4 separate regions of the Mus musculus genome follow, and all the other regions are linked to region 2. Evidence: chromatin contacts called from public HiChIP or PLAC-seq data. All regions are on one chromosome and are shown on one strand. The core of a region is the stretch at or near the end of the contact, and the rest is flanking DNA. Distances in the headings are between cores, read along the strand shown. Region 1 overlaps Gm34654 (a long non-coding RNA gene). Region 2 holds the start of Fbxo9 (f-box protein 9). Region 3 overlaps Gm34654 (a long non-coding RNA gene). Region 4 overlaps Gclc (glutamate-cysteine ligase, catalytic subunit).

Region 1 (3,335 bases), core at 287-2,786, 260 kb before region 2:
CTGTGGGATTAGTCCGGCTACGACTCAGTAACAGACTGGGACACCTATTGATAGATTCCATCTTTAGATTCATGTGGAGGCGATGTCCACACACTCCAGGGACTGCCAGGCAGTAAAGACAGTTTAAACCAGGCATGGTGATGCATGCCTGCAATCCTAGCACCATGGGGGACTGAGAGAAGAGGACCATGAGATGTAGCCTGCCTAGGCTATGTGGTGAGTTTCAGGCTAGCCTGTGCTACAGTTACATGCTGTTTCATAGGAACTAAATGATGTTTTAAGTTACTTCTCTACTTTCAATGGAATAGGCATGTTTTACTCTTTTTAAATTAGATGTGTGTACATTTACATTAAGCTAAGGATCAGGTAGACAAGTCATTTCAATTCTGTCTCCTTTGATTTGACAAGAAATCCTCCACTTTCTGTTTGAAGAAGTCAAATTGACTAGCATGGCAGTGCTTAGTGCCATTAGATTGTGATGCTCAGCTTTCGATGCCAGTCCGACTTAATTAGAATCTCCTAAGTTATGCCCCTCTGGGAAGGTCTATAAGGTTTTATCAGAAAGGCTCAACTATAGAGTGGTTAGGACCACCCCATGGATATGAGTCCCAGGTCAAATAGAAGGCAAGTAGAGAAAGCCAGAGGAGGCCAACATCCATCTCTCTCTCTCTTTCTACTTCGTGAATCTCTTCTATGTGAGCAACTCCATGTCCCTGCCACCACAGCTGAGCACAGCTCCTGCTGTCATGGCTTCCCTACCTGGTGGGCTGCATCTCTTTAAACCATGACCCACAGAAATCATTGTTCCCTTAAGTTGCTTCTGCGAAGCATTCTGCCCCAAGGAGGAAAGTAATACACAATGGATTTACAGGGCAAAATGTAAAGATGTTCTTACATTTAGGAAATGTGTGTACTAGTTTGAGAACAATACATGGGCATTTCTGTTTCAATTCAGTATGCAGATGGAATTACTATATAGTTTAGAGCGGAATACATAGACATTGAGGCAAAATAGTAGATAGTATATGCTATTGTTATAAATCCAACTGCATAGACTGTAGAATTAGAAAGGGAACAGTTAACACTAGGCAAGAACTAGAGGCGAAGGAGGCATTTCCAAATGCCATGAGTTCTAGGTGAAGAGAACCGCGTAGGCAAGGACACCGAGGCATGCCTTCCATCATTCATTAGATCATTTGACAACTGTTGAATAAACAGCTCACCTGGGGCTCAAAGCCAGTCATTGCTGAGCGGAGCTTAAGGATGCGGTCATGTGCCCTACCTTCAGGGCTTTAGGATGGAGTTCAGTCTGATAACCCAGTACCTACTGCGTGATGAGCTCATACTGAGTACGTGTTAGAATAAGGTTCATGGCCCCTTTCACAATGCAGTCTGTTGATTGGCATCTTCTATCTAGTTCACCCATATTCTTTCATAATTCATAAGACTGTTTTCTCTGGCTGCTCTCACAGGTCTGAGCCATCAGCACATTTGTTCACTAGGACCAGCGATGGGAATCCTAGCCAAGATGTGTGGGCTGATTCGTGGTCTGACCAGAGCCACCTAAGGACAGGTTAAAGGGTGCTCTTGGCTCAGAGTAAATACTGTTTTCATCTGGCAGCCGGAACACTAAGTCCTATGGGGATAAAAAACAACAATGACCTGCTTAGCTGTCAGCAACTGGAGGCGAGTGAAGGCAAACAGAATCACATGCCTCACCCTGCCTCATTTCTGGTTTGCATTCATACTCTGTGTTCAATATCCATTGTACTTCGGTTGCTGCTGTTGCAGCTCTTCCTTGGCCTAGTTGTCTGCTCTGTGTGTGTGTGTGTGTGTGTGTGTGTGTGTGTGTGTACACTGTCACTGTCTTCACACACACCAGAAGAGGACATTGGATCCCATTACAGATGGTTGTGATCCACCGTGTGGTTGCTGAGAATTAAATTCAGGACCTCTAGTAGAGTAGTCAGTGCTCTCAACCGCTGAGCCATCTCTCTACCCGGGATTCTTGACCTCTGTCAGACACTACATATGGAGCAGCATCGGGAACAGACGGACATGCTTCAAGCTTCTGGAAGCTGGAAGCTCAAGATGAAGATTCAGGAAACTAGTGAGGACTGCTTTCTTCCCAAGATGGTGCTTTGTGGGACCTCAGTTGGCAGACGATGGAGGAGCAGAAGGACCACACTTTCTCTGTCAGACCACTTCACAATCCATTCATGAACTTGAGCCCCTTAGCCTTACGACCTTCCCAAACTTTCTACCTTCAAGCACTGTCCCACTGGGGACCTGTTCTCTGTGCATGGGTTTGAACACACATTTAGGTCGCATCAGGCACCAAGTATTTCCTACCAATCTGACAAACTATAATTAAGAGTGTGGACTTACATTCCCAGCGTGACTTTGAGCAAGGCATATGTGGGTCTCAGTTTCAAGACTAAGATGAGAGTAAGTTTAGAACTTAAGTCATTGAGTTATCATGAGAAGGTAAAAGAAAGCCAATGACCTTTATAGTGATCAATAAAGGAAGCTGAGGGCAGGAGATCCCAGGGAGGGAAGGCTATTGAAGTTCTGTGCATAGTAACGAGGTGCCAGGTAGGTCTCTGTGCACATGCTAATGAAGGATAAAGGTATAGGGGTGGGGGGAGGAAAGTAGATGCTCATATATGTGCCAGTAGACAGGAAAGACAGTTCCTGTAATTCAGTGCATGTCCAATTTCCTCATGAGGCACTATCAGTTTCTTCTTCAACTGGTTAGTAGAACCTGTTAGCCAAAGCACAACCTGACCTTTTAATATTTCTGATACAAGTGCTGTCTGAAGGAGGAAGTACCTCTTTCACAGTCAGAAATTATTTAATTCCTGCCTGGCATTAGAACACTTGTGCCTGATATACCTGTAGCAGATATTAGCTTTTAATACTTGTTACTAAATATTCCTGAAGCTGTACTCTTACACCACCCCAGGAATTTCACTCCTGAATCCCCCACCTCCCTCTCTTCTTTCCCTCCTCCCTCCCTCCTAAATGATTCTTTACAGCATTCAAGAACTTCCATAATACAAAGTCTTCTCTTTGATTTTGTGAAAGCAAAGATGGAACATAGATTTATAATTATTTTGAAAACTCAGCAGAGAAACACTGTCTTAAACAAATAAATAAACAAATAAAGAATGCCAAAATTTCAAGTTTTGGCAGTCCCCAATAAGGATGTAGAACTGACTCTTAAATATGAAGACATCTTCAATCTCACTAAAAAGAATGTATATTGAAACAATATTGGGTCTATTTCCAACTTATCAGAATAGTAAAGTCAGAAGACTGATGGTCCTAAATTG
Region 2 (3,145 bases), core at 596-3,095:
ACACCATGACCGAAAGCAACTTGGGGAAGAAATGGTTTACTTGGCTTACATTCCCACATCACTACTCATCACTGAGGAAATCAGGGCAGGAACTCAAACAGGACACAATGGTGGATGCAGGAGCTGATGCAGAGGCCATGGAGGTGTGCTGCTTACTGACTTGTTCCTGCATGGCTTGCTCAGCCAACTTTCTCATAGATCCCAGGACCGGCCTGCCAAGGGATGGTACCACCCACAAAGGGCTGGGCCCTCCCCATCAATCACTAATTAAGAAAATGCCCTGCAGGCTTGACTGCAGCCTGATCTTTCGGAGACACTTTCTCAGGTGAGGCGTGCCTTCCTCTCAGATGACTCTAGTCTGTGTCAAGTTAACATAAATCTAGCACACACTTTAAAACATTAATTTAAGGAGAGGGAGAGAGGGAGGGAGAGAGAGAGAGATCTGTAAAGAGAATTAGTGATTCTGAATTCTGGGTCATCTTTTCAGATGTGATTAAAAGTTTATCACAGATCACAGTTAATAGGTTTGCTAATATTGAAGATCTGGTACTGCACCAAACCCCACACCATGCCAGGCTAGTCGGAGGCTCAAAAATAACTAGTTGAATACAGAATGCCTATCTCAGAACAGAATCCATTGTTAACCTTGATTTTGACAGTAGGAACTGGAATTTTACTACATTTAGTCGATTTTAATCCCACTTGAAATAAGCAGGAGCTTAGTTAATCATCAGTATTTTCATAGTTGAAAATTACTCAAGCATCATGGTATAGTTTAGTGGGTTAGTTTCTTCGCAGATGAGATTAACTGAACATAAAGAAGGTTAAGGGCTTAATCGTGGTTTGAGGACTACTTTTGAAAGTTTAGAAGAAGAATCAATTAGTGTGTTTTCTGTGCACCAGACTAGTTTCATAAAATAAACCGTTGCAGCCAATTCATGTTAAAAAAAAAAAAAAAGCCACTTGAGTGTTCTCCCAGTCAGTCTGGTATCTTTCATTCTTAAATCATCCAGCCCTAGCCGGAAACTAGTTTCTTAAGTCACTGCAGAGCCTACATACTCCATGCAACAGTCCCGTGAGACCGGAGCTGTCACACATGGAGCTTGGCGCAGTCTCTCCGTCCGCACAGCAGAGAAGCGGCTTAGGCCCTCGCTATCAAGAAACTTGGCAAGAATCCCTCCAAGTCCAGTTTGCCAGCACTGCCTGCGAATATCCTACCAGGGCCACTGACACCTCGAGGGCGTGCGTCCCAAACGTGGAGCTCCCGAAATCATCTATGGGCCGGGCTGCCAGAACAGAAGCGATCAACAAGTGTCACCGCTTGCCAGGGCCACCTCCCTTGTGCAGAAGCCAGGACAGGTCACCTGAGACCCGACTCCCAGCTCGGACAGTCTGGAGTGACCGAAGCGGGCCTTTCCTCGGCTATCCGTCAAACCCTGCCCTCACCACCCGGCCCTTGCTGCCCTCCCTCCTCGGTTACCATGCTGGCCGGCGGCCGGCCCAGTCGAGGGGCTTCCCGCGCCCGGCTCCCGGAGGGGTGGCGGCTGCCCGGTGTCTACTCCTGCCCGTCTGCTGCAGCGCGGCTTAGCAGAGTTCTCGGTCGGAGAAGCGCACCAGGCAGCGGCAATAACTGCGGGCCCGGCGTACGGCAGCCATTTTCGCGGGACAGGGGGCCGGAGGCAGGCGCGCTGCGGCGGCCGGGGACTCGAGCTGCGGAGGGGTCGCCGGTCGCCAGCGGAGGCCGAGCACCGAGCGAAGAGCTGAGCGTCGGCCCAGCAGGAGACGTCTGGACGCAGCGGCGGAGCTGCCTGCTCTGCTGCGGAAACTGCGCCGCCGCGCCGCGCATGCGCAATGCCGTCGTCGCCGTCGCCGCCGCCTGCTTGGCTACCAGCCACCCGTCGCGAGCTAGGGTGATGGGCCTACTGTGTGCAGCCGTCGGTGGAGCTAAGCTGGCCCGCCTCACTCAGCCCGCCTGTTTGATGCTGAGAACACCCAGGCAGGAAGGAGCAGACGTTAGCTCAAAATGTTTGAACCTGAATTTGGAGTAGAGCCCCCTGAGTCGATCCTAATTGGACATTAGGGGACAGTACTTTAGGCGCCCTGGACACTGGGTGCCCTGTCAGAATGAGAAAAGAGAGCGAAAACTCAACAATCATTGAACCCCACAGACTCTGAACCGAAGAAAACGTACGCTCATGTGTGCAGCCGGAGAGTGGTAACAGCCAACGCAAGTCACGTCGAACTACAGATCCCACAATACAACGGGGGAAGGACGGCCCTTTTCAAGGCCTGAAACCCGACTCCTGAAGGAGTGGACACTACAAGGGACGCTGGGATTTGTAGTCAAATGTTCCACGTTGAGCCGGAACTTACACCCACCCACCCCCAACCCGGTGCCACTTCTTACAGTCCAAACATCCGATTCCACGTCAATAGAAGGCACTTGGATTGCACATTTTAGAACTTTTTCACCTACAGGCATATGCTAGCAAAACTTACGGGCTTCCTGGCCTCTGACAGACATTTAGACAACATTTATTGAGTTTCTGTAAGTGTTAGAACCTAACAGCCAGGACGCTACATTCACCCGACTTCACAGAACTTAAAATTTTATTGTGCTACTTTATTCTGGAGCTCAGAAATGAAGTACGTCTTCGGCAAAGACATGGAGGTAAAAGGGGAGGGGTGCAACTTGATTACAGTAAGAAATTGCAAATCCTGTGTATGTTGTCTATTTAGTTAGTTTGTATTCCACTGAGTCCAGTTAATGCTGGAATATTGCCTTATCTTTTGGGCCTGATTTTGTAGAAATTATCATAATTTCAGTAGGCTGATGAATACACCTGTCGTGACATATCCAAAAGACAGCATCTCGGAACACTCTTTCCTGTCCCCGGGCTCTTACATTCTCTCCACCCCATCTTCTTTAATGTTCCCGGAGCTGGGGGCTGGGGAGTGGATATAGATATGTCCCATTTAGGGCTGAGCACTGTCACCTATTCTCGGCAGATTTTGTAAATAATGGAATCCACCTCTAGGTGGAGACTGTCCTTGGCTCCTCCCTTATAGACTAATCTAGTGGGATATAGGTCAGGGACTTGGCCCATGGGATTACCCCTAGGAAGGTGAAATCAATTTAAGACAA
Region 3 (3,090 bases), core at 51-2,550, 280 kb before region 2:
TGTGTGTACAAAAAGAAGAGCTGTGTGGACATACAAAAATCTGAACTGAAATCTCATGCAAATGATATTTCTACACTTGCTGGCCTTTTCCCATATTTTCCTGCCTGAGAACGTCATCAAGTAGAAATAATAATAATTTTGTATAATAGCACACACATTTCTTTTCAAAATTGAACTGTTTCTAGTCTCTTAATTCTTCGTCTTCCTATAGCAAATAAGAATATCCTATTATAACCTGAACTATTAGTGATTCTTACTATATGTGGGATTCCCCTTCTTAATTGCACTTGAGGCCATGTAAGTCAATGAAGCCAGTGGGCACAGCAGTCTGAGCTAGCCAGTAAGCCCTACTTAAACAGACAGCACGTTTTTCTCAGCTTTCTTATGCTTCAGAGAGAGAGAGATCAAAAAATCTGGAAGTATTTTTAACCTATGGGCACTTTTTGAAAATTTTAATTTAATTAAACACTTTAATTAAAAAATAAAATAAAAATAAAAAATTTTAATTTAAAATAGATTTTTAAAATACAATATATTCTAACACAAATCCACACCCTTTCTTTCTCTGTCTTGTTAAACTACAAACAGACATCTAAAAATGTTATAATAATCATAATAAAATTAAATTAAATAAAACAAAAATGAACAAACTAGAATGAGATAGAACAAACAGAGGAAGAAAAAAAGGCAAAGGAAAAACTCAAGAAATGCGTGTAGTCATAGAGGCACACACATTTGCACACACAGAAATCCCACAAAAACACAAAACCAGAAACCATCCTGTAAATGCAAAGAGCCTGTCTGTAAAACAAAACAAACAACAACAATAACAACAAAAACCTGGCAAAGCATTAAGAGACTTTTAATGGCTGTTACCAGAGCTGGACTTCCTGTCCAGCAAGGAGACTAACTGGAAGTGTGGTTAGGAGAGGGTAGAATCATTACTCATCAGGAGAGAGCCGGTGCGGGAGTCTCAGGCCCTCAAGGCGGGCCCCACCCCCACCCCCAGCTGTGCACAGCCTCACAGCTGGAAAGTGCAGTTAGAGGATCCTGCTCCTCTGAGAACTGGCTGTTGGATCTTCCCTCTGTACAGACTGCTGGAGTCCTTTCAACATTTACTAGATGGTCTAACGGTCTACCACCCACAATAACTCTAAAATGTATATCTGAAAACCAACCACACGCTTTTACTGAAAGTTTCACATTGTTGGAAACAATCAAAACCATCTGTCTTACTAATAGATTGAAGTGACAGTGGCCAAGTTCCACCGAAGGCGGAGCCTAACAGTGCTAGGGCAGTCTATTAGCAAAGTGGTATTTGCATGCAAGGCTGAGGTAAGAGAAGAAGGAAGTCTCTAGGGGGATAACTTCCAGGTCAGAATACAAAATACTTTCCTGATTCATGATTTACATGAAATGATTTGAAAGGCATGAGTTGCTTCCCACCAAGTTGAAATTATGGTTGTCACAGAAACACTACGCTGTTAGATCTCACTACTAATAACACTGGAACATTTTGTTTTGAATATGTTTCTCTAGGGGAGAGGAAGTTCAGTTTAACACATGTATTCTTTGCTTTAGACAGAGTAAAAAAAAAATTGACATTCTTCCTCTGACTAAGCCGCTTGCTTTTGTTTCAAATCACAAACACATAAAAAACAAACAAACAAACAAACAAACAAACCCAAACAAACCAAAAACCCGATCAGTGAGAAACCGAGTCATAGGAAGTTAGTGGGAGTCTGAGCACACATCCCTAAGCTGTGGCCTGTCCCCCTCAGTTGTGACCTCTTACCAGCACATCCTTTGTAAGGAGACACTGGCATTCGGTGGAAACCAAAGCACCATCTCCTCTCGGTCTTTTTAGGGGCAGGCTTGTTGACACACATTCATAGCTGTGTGAGCCCTGGGGTGCTCTGGGGGAGGGGCAGGGCTGGGGAAACAGCTGCCCTGTTTATGAGACCTCAGAGTGGCCGGGTGACTGGGTAGCATAGAATCCCTATGGCCAATATTTTTAGATGGGCGTAGGAAATATCAAGAATACAAATTCAGGCAAAATAATAAATGATCTGAAGCAGGCTCAGACTCAGGAGAGCAGGAGCCAGGAGCAGTGAGGGGAATGGAGAAAGTCCAAGCAAGCAGGTGACAGACTTACAACAGGAAACCATGAGATTTCGGAAGGGTAATGCAGCCGCTAAATCTAAATAAATCGATTTTTACCTAAATGACTATTTTTGTGGTACTGTAAGTCAAACCTATAATGTATTTCTCTAAATACGTCTGGAGAACTCAAGGTAACATTAGGTTTTATAATGAACTTTATTAAACACAGCATCACAAGTATGGTATAAGAAAAACACTGATAAACTGGATTATTTTGATGGGTGGTGGTGATGGTGGTGGCAGTGTGTGTTTGTGTGTGACAAAAGCATGTGTGGAATCAGAAAACAACTTGTGGAATTTGGTTCTCACCTCCCATCTTCTCTAAGCAAGGTCTGTTTGTGCTGTTGTATGTTGTCCAAGCTAGTGTTCCTGCCACCCGTCTGGAGTGCTGGAACTGCAGAGATGTGTCATCGATTTGGCTGTTGTTGTTGTTACTATTGTTGTTATTTTACTGTGTGTGTGTTCGTGTGTGTGTGTGTGTGTGTGTGTGTGTGTGTGTGTGTGTGTGTCCTCACCCACATGTGGGTGTCAGAGCCAGCTTATGGACATCAGTTCAGTTCTCTCCTTCCTTCCACCATGAGGGTTCCTGTGATCAAACTCAATTCAGTGGGTTTGCCTGGAAATTGAGCCATTCGGTCAGCCCAATAAACTAGATTTAAATTTTTAAAAAAGCTCTACAAGGCTCTGGTATGTATACACACACACATACACACACACTAATAATAATAATAATAATAATAATAATAATAATAATAATAATAATTTCTTTTTAATCTTCAAAAATAAATCCAGTGCTCTACATGGCTGGTAGGTGGTGGGGTCAGTACATAAACACTTGCCCACCATAACGTCTAGAGTTTGGTCCCCAGAATGCACATAGAAACCAGGCTGGTATGATAGCCACCAGGATTCCAGAGTTCTGAAGAC
Region 4 (3,335 bases), core at 398-2,897, 330 kb before region 2:
TGCGCATCAGGTAAGAATCAGTCTGTGTTTTGGATCGGGGGCTGAAGCAAGTGATTTTGAGACTTCAGTGATAACCAAAACCTAAGTTCTTAAATTTGACTAAAATCATTGGAATTTTCATGAGTAATGTTAGAATTAGCTGGACTGTGGTTGCCATGAACACCTGTGCTGACTAGGTGAGCAAGAAGGGGTGGTCCCCAGGCAGAGCGCAGGAACTGCTGCTCACCAGTCCCCTTTCAGGAAACCCTTAGGGTAGCATGTCACGTGCCATGAGCCAGTCTCGGATTTTTAGTTTGCGGTAGGATTCAGTTCCATTCAGTTCGATGTGCTCAGATTCTAATGTGGCAGTTGTTGGGTGACCTGTCCTTTTGTTTGCTTGCTGTAGTACTCTAACAAGAAACATCCGGCATCGGAGAGGAGAAAAGGTTGTCATCAATGTGCCAAGTAAGTGGGTGGGGCTGGGCTGGGGCTGGGGCAGCATAGTCCAACCGGCAGCCTTGATTCTCAGCTCCTCTTCTTTTCATTAATAATGCAGTATTCAAGGACAAGAATACACCATCTCCATTTGTAGAAACATTTCCAGAAGATGCGGAGGCATCAAAGGCTTCTCAGCCAGACCATATCTACATGGATGCCATGGGATTCGGGATGGGCAACTGCTGTCTCCAGGTATTGCCTGTGTTGTATGGAGACTTAAATGTCCTCTTCACTATGCATGTGTCTGGTTTAAAGTCACCTTCTAATCTGATTCGAAAGATAGCTTACCTTCTGAAAAATGATGTTGCTTTAGTAAAGTCTTTTGTAGCTGTCTTTTGACTGAAAATTCACAGTTTACCACAGAGGTGTGTGGTTGTTACTAAACTTGGTATCTATTGGTAAACAGATGTTGGTGAATGCCCTTTTTAGATGCCTGATTTTTTACCGCCATCTAGTGACAGCCTTTGAGGATATTATACAAGGCTCAGATCTCTATTTCTGAAAATGACCTCTGGTGAGAGAATCCAGTGACTTTATGATCCAAGGGCAAAGGTTGTTTGGCATTTAAATTTTTATTCTTGTGCAAAGCTACCTCGTGGTTTAAAAGGAATAAATATTTAACAGTCTTTGCCTTGCCCCTGGCTAAATTACACTAGAGATACAATAGTATTTCTCTGTTCGAACAGTTAAAATTTTTGCTGGGACTAATCAAATAACTGATGGCCTCCAACAGTGACTGCACCAGGCTCCCTCAGGAGCAGAGTGGGGAGTGCAGTCTCCCAGCCCACACAGGCCCGTGGTCGTCTCTGCCCTTGCTGCCTCCATGCTGAGCTGGCTTACTTAGTTAAACTGACTGTAGCCACAGCACAAAGGGCACAAAACTCAGCATTCTTTTCTTAGGGCTGCAGCTGTACACACAGTTGTCACATTAGCCTCCCAACTGTTATTTTTGAAAGTACAGATAATTTAGATTTAATACCCAAGTCAGACTTTCCCATGCTACATGTTTCTATAGCATGAAAAGGTATTTTGTTTCCTTTGCATATTTAAGTAGAATCAGATATGTAGCCTCCAAACAGACGCCAGAATGTTCCCTTAAGAACGGTCACACATCATTTAAAACAAGGCTGACTTTTGACTGTGTTACCCGCTTTCTTATCTTAAGTACAAACATTTCTGGAATTAATCATTAAGCTGCAGCACTTAAAATGTGTGGCTTCAGTATTCTGGGAGTGTTCTTGGAACCCAGCCCTTCCTTGGCTTAATATTGAACCAGGGTCTTTCAGGGTTGCACAAAGTGACAGTCTCGCTTGAGACACTTGATTTATGCAAATAAGTGAGTCCTACTGGTGGGGACAAGCATTTTCATGTAAAGACACAGTTGTCTAATCTATTTAAGGTATGAGTTTAGTACTTCCCCCAACATAACCAGTTACAGTATCCCACTTCAAAAGGTTGTAGTGACACAATGAGATGAACTCAGAAGTAGCTACAAAAGTCCCTGCCTTATATCTTCTGACTGGGACCTGAAAGAAGTATTTATTATAGAAAAGCACAAAAAGAAATGGTAAGTACTTTTTTAGTTAATAGTAGACTTAACTGGACAAAACAAAACTCCTCCAAGTTTGTGAGCTTGCTGAGTGCTATAGTGCTTGCCTGGCATCCCAGTGCTACAGAGGGAGTGTGAGCTCAGGCCAGTGTGGGTTCCATATCCAGACCATCTCAGAGAAGTAAATCTTTACACTTCAGAAAAAGGCCATGGCCTGCTATGGATTTTTTTTCCTCCTCCTTTTTTCTACTTAAGAGAATTATGTGGTTTCAAAACCAGATTCTAGGTAAGTGTCGGGTTTGGTTTCTCATCTCCGTGTTTCACAGGTCCTCCTTCCCTCCTGTCAGTGTCCTAGTGACGTCTCCTCCCGTGGGATCTCTTAGGAGGGCAACAGAAGCCAGCCTTCCCGTGCTATGCCTTTGTCAGGGGTCAGAGCTCCTTGGTTTTGCTTTCCCCACCAAAGTCACTGTTTATGAAAGTCACCGTTTAGCGTGGCGTTCCGCTTGACTTGATGCGCAGAGTGTTTCGGCTCTAGAGACAGGAAGGCAGTTAGGAAATCTACTTACGATAACTGTTGTTACACTGCAACTTGGAAATCCCAGTCCCTCCTCTTCATAGAGTTTTCTAAAGCTGGGTTTTTCAGGATGTACCTACGAATCCTACTCTGTCCCAAGCTACCAAGGAAAGACACCATCCTAGAAAAGTTGTCACTGCAGTATCTTTGCAAAACTAAAGAGTAATGCACAGGAACATGCCTAACAGTCACAGGACAGACATAGATCTAAGAAACACATGTCCAACAGACTCTGTCTGCGTCACAACACCCAGAAACACGTGACTGTCTTACATCTCAGCATCCTCTTTCCTTCATGACCTTCTGTCAATTTAGTAAATAGGTAATAAACACTGCCCCACATTCTTGGGACAGAAAACATCAAGACAGAATCCTGGTGATAGGACCACAGACAGTGAGCAGTACTCTGCCTATCCTGCTCCATTCCACACTGAATCCTTACTCCATAAAGTGTGCACATGCATGCAGAGACCAGAGGCCAACCTCAGCTGCCGTTCCTCAAGCACTGTCCATAAGGGTCACTCATTGGCCTAGAGCTAACGAGCCCTAGAAATCTGCCTGTCTTTGCCTCTCTGGCCCCACGACTATAAACACATACACCACACCCAGCTTTTGGTGGGGGTTCTAGGGAATCAAAGTCAGGTCTTAGTGCTAACAAGGCAAACACTTTAGCTCCTCCGCTCTCTCCCTGGCCTCACATTGTTTGATGGTCTCATGTCCTTAGAGACCTTATCT

What was found. HiChIP or PLAC-seq counts read pairs in DNA pulled down with a chosen protein or histone mark.
Region 1: a contact with region 2 is called in an H3K27ac HiChIP or PLAC-seq map of hepatocytes, with 6 times the contacts expected there. The contact joins the enhancer-like site here to the promoter of Fbxo9 in region 2. A contact is called at or near these places in 1 of 39 promoter capture datasets (liver), 4 of 115 datasets of contacts at active chromatin or transcription factors (embryonic forebrain, extraembryonic endoderm stem cells, hepatocytes and 1 more) and 1 of 9 other capture datasets (macrophages).
Region 3: an H3K4me3 HiChIP or PLAC-seq map of bone marrow-derived macrophages shows a contact between it and region 2, with 6 times the contacts expected there. The contact joins the enhancer-like site here to the promoter of Fbxo9 in region 2. A contact is called at or near these places in 2 of 39 promoter capture datasets (the 3T3-L1 cell line and stem cell-derived epiblast-like cells), 7 of 115 datasets of contacts at active chromatin or transcription factors (bone marrow-derived macrophages, embryonic forebrain, large pre-B cells and 4 more) and 3 of 9 other capture datasets (adipose tissue, liver and macrophages).
Region 4: a contact with region 2 is called in an HNF4G HiChIP or PLAC-seq map of pancreatic cancer cells. The contact joins the enhancer-like site here to the promoter of Fbxo9 in region 2. A contact is called at or near these places in 10 of 39 promoter capture datasets (the 3T3-L1 cell line, the C10 cell line, the HPC-7 cell line and 6 more), 7 of 115 datasets of contacts at active chromatin or transcription factors (bone marrow-derived macrophages, embryonic stem cells, forebrain and 2 more) and 2 of 9 other capture datasets (embryonic stem cells and macrophages).

The regions. Positions count from the first base shown.
Region 1 is chr9:77,844,520-77,847,854 of GRCm38.p6, forward strand. The region is part of intron 1 of Gm34654 (a long non-coding RNA gene); the gene reads right to left. Among named protein-coding and RNA genes, the nearest start is that of Gm34654, 5.7 kb to the right of the region's middle. Within about 2 kb of position 1,537, at least 11 of the 459 cell types and tissues checked have an H3K27ac peak or open chromatin away from gene starts, as enhancers often do. A contact at or near this core is called in hepatocytes and liver, where this site is marked.
Region 2 is chr9:78,106,811-78,109,955 of GRCm38.p6, forward strand. Fbxo9 (f-box protein 9) reads right to left here and starts at 1,846. Exons shown (of 13, transcript NM_023605.2): 1 at 1,481-1,846. The coding sequence starts at 1,483. It also overlaps a transcript of Cilk1 not described here.
Region 3 is chr9:77,824,516-77,827,605 of GRCm38.p6, forward strand. All of the region lies in intron 1 of Gm34654 (a long non-coding RNA gene), which reads right to left. Among named protein-coding and RNA genes, the nearest start is that of Gm34654, 26 kb to the right of the region's middle. Within about 2 kb of position 1,301, at least 162 of the 459 cell types and tissues checked have an H3K27ac peak or open chromatin away from gene starts, as enhancers often do. A contact at or near this core is called in adipose tissue, bone marrow-derived macrophages, macrophages and 2 more, where this site is marked.
Region 4 is chr9:77,780,699-77,784,033 of GRCm38.p6, forward strand. Gclc (glutamate-cysteine ligase, catalytic subunit) reads left to right here. Exons shown (of 16, transcript NM_010295.2): 5 at 386-444; 6 at 536-669. Among named protein-coding and RNA genes, the nearest start is that of Gclc, 28 kb to the left of the region's middle. Within about 2 kb of position 1,648, at least 36 of the 459 cell types and tissues checked have an H3K27ac peak or open chromatin away from gene starts, as enhancers often do. A contact at or near this core is called in liver and pancreatic cancer cells, where this site is marked.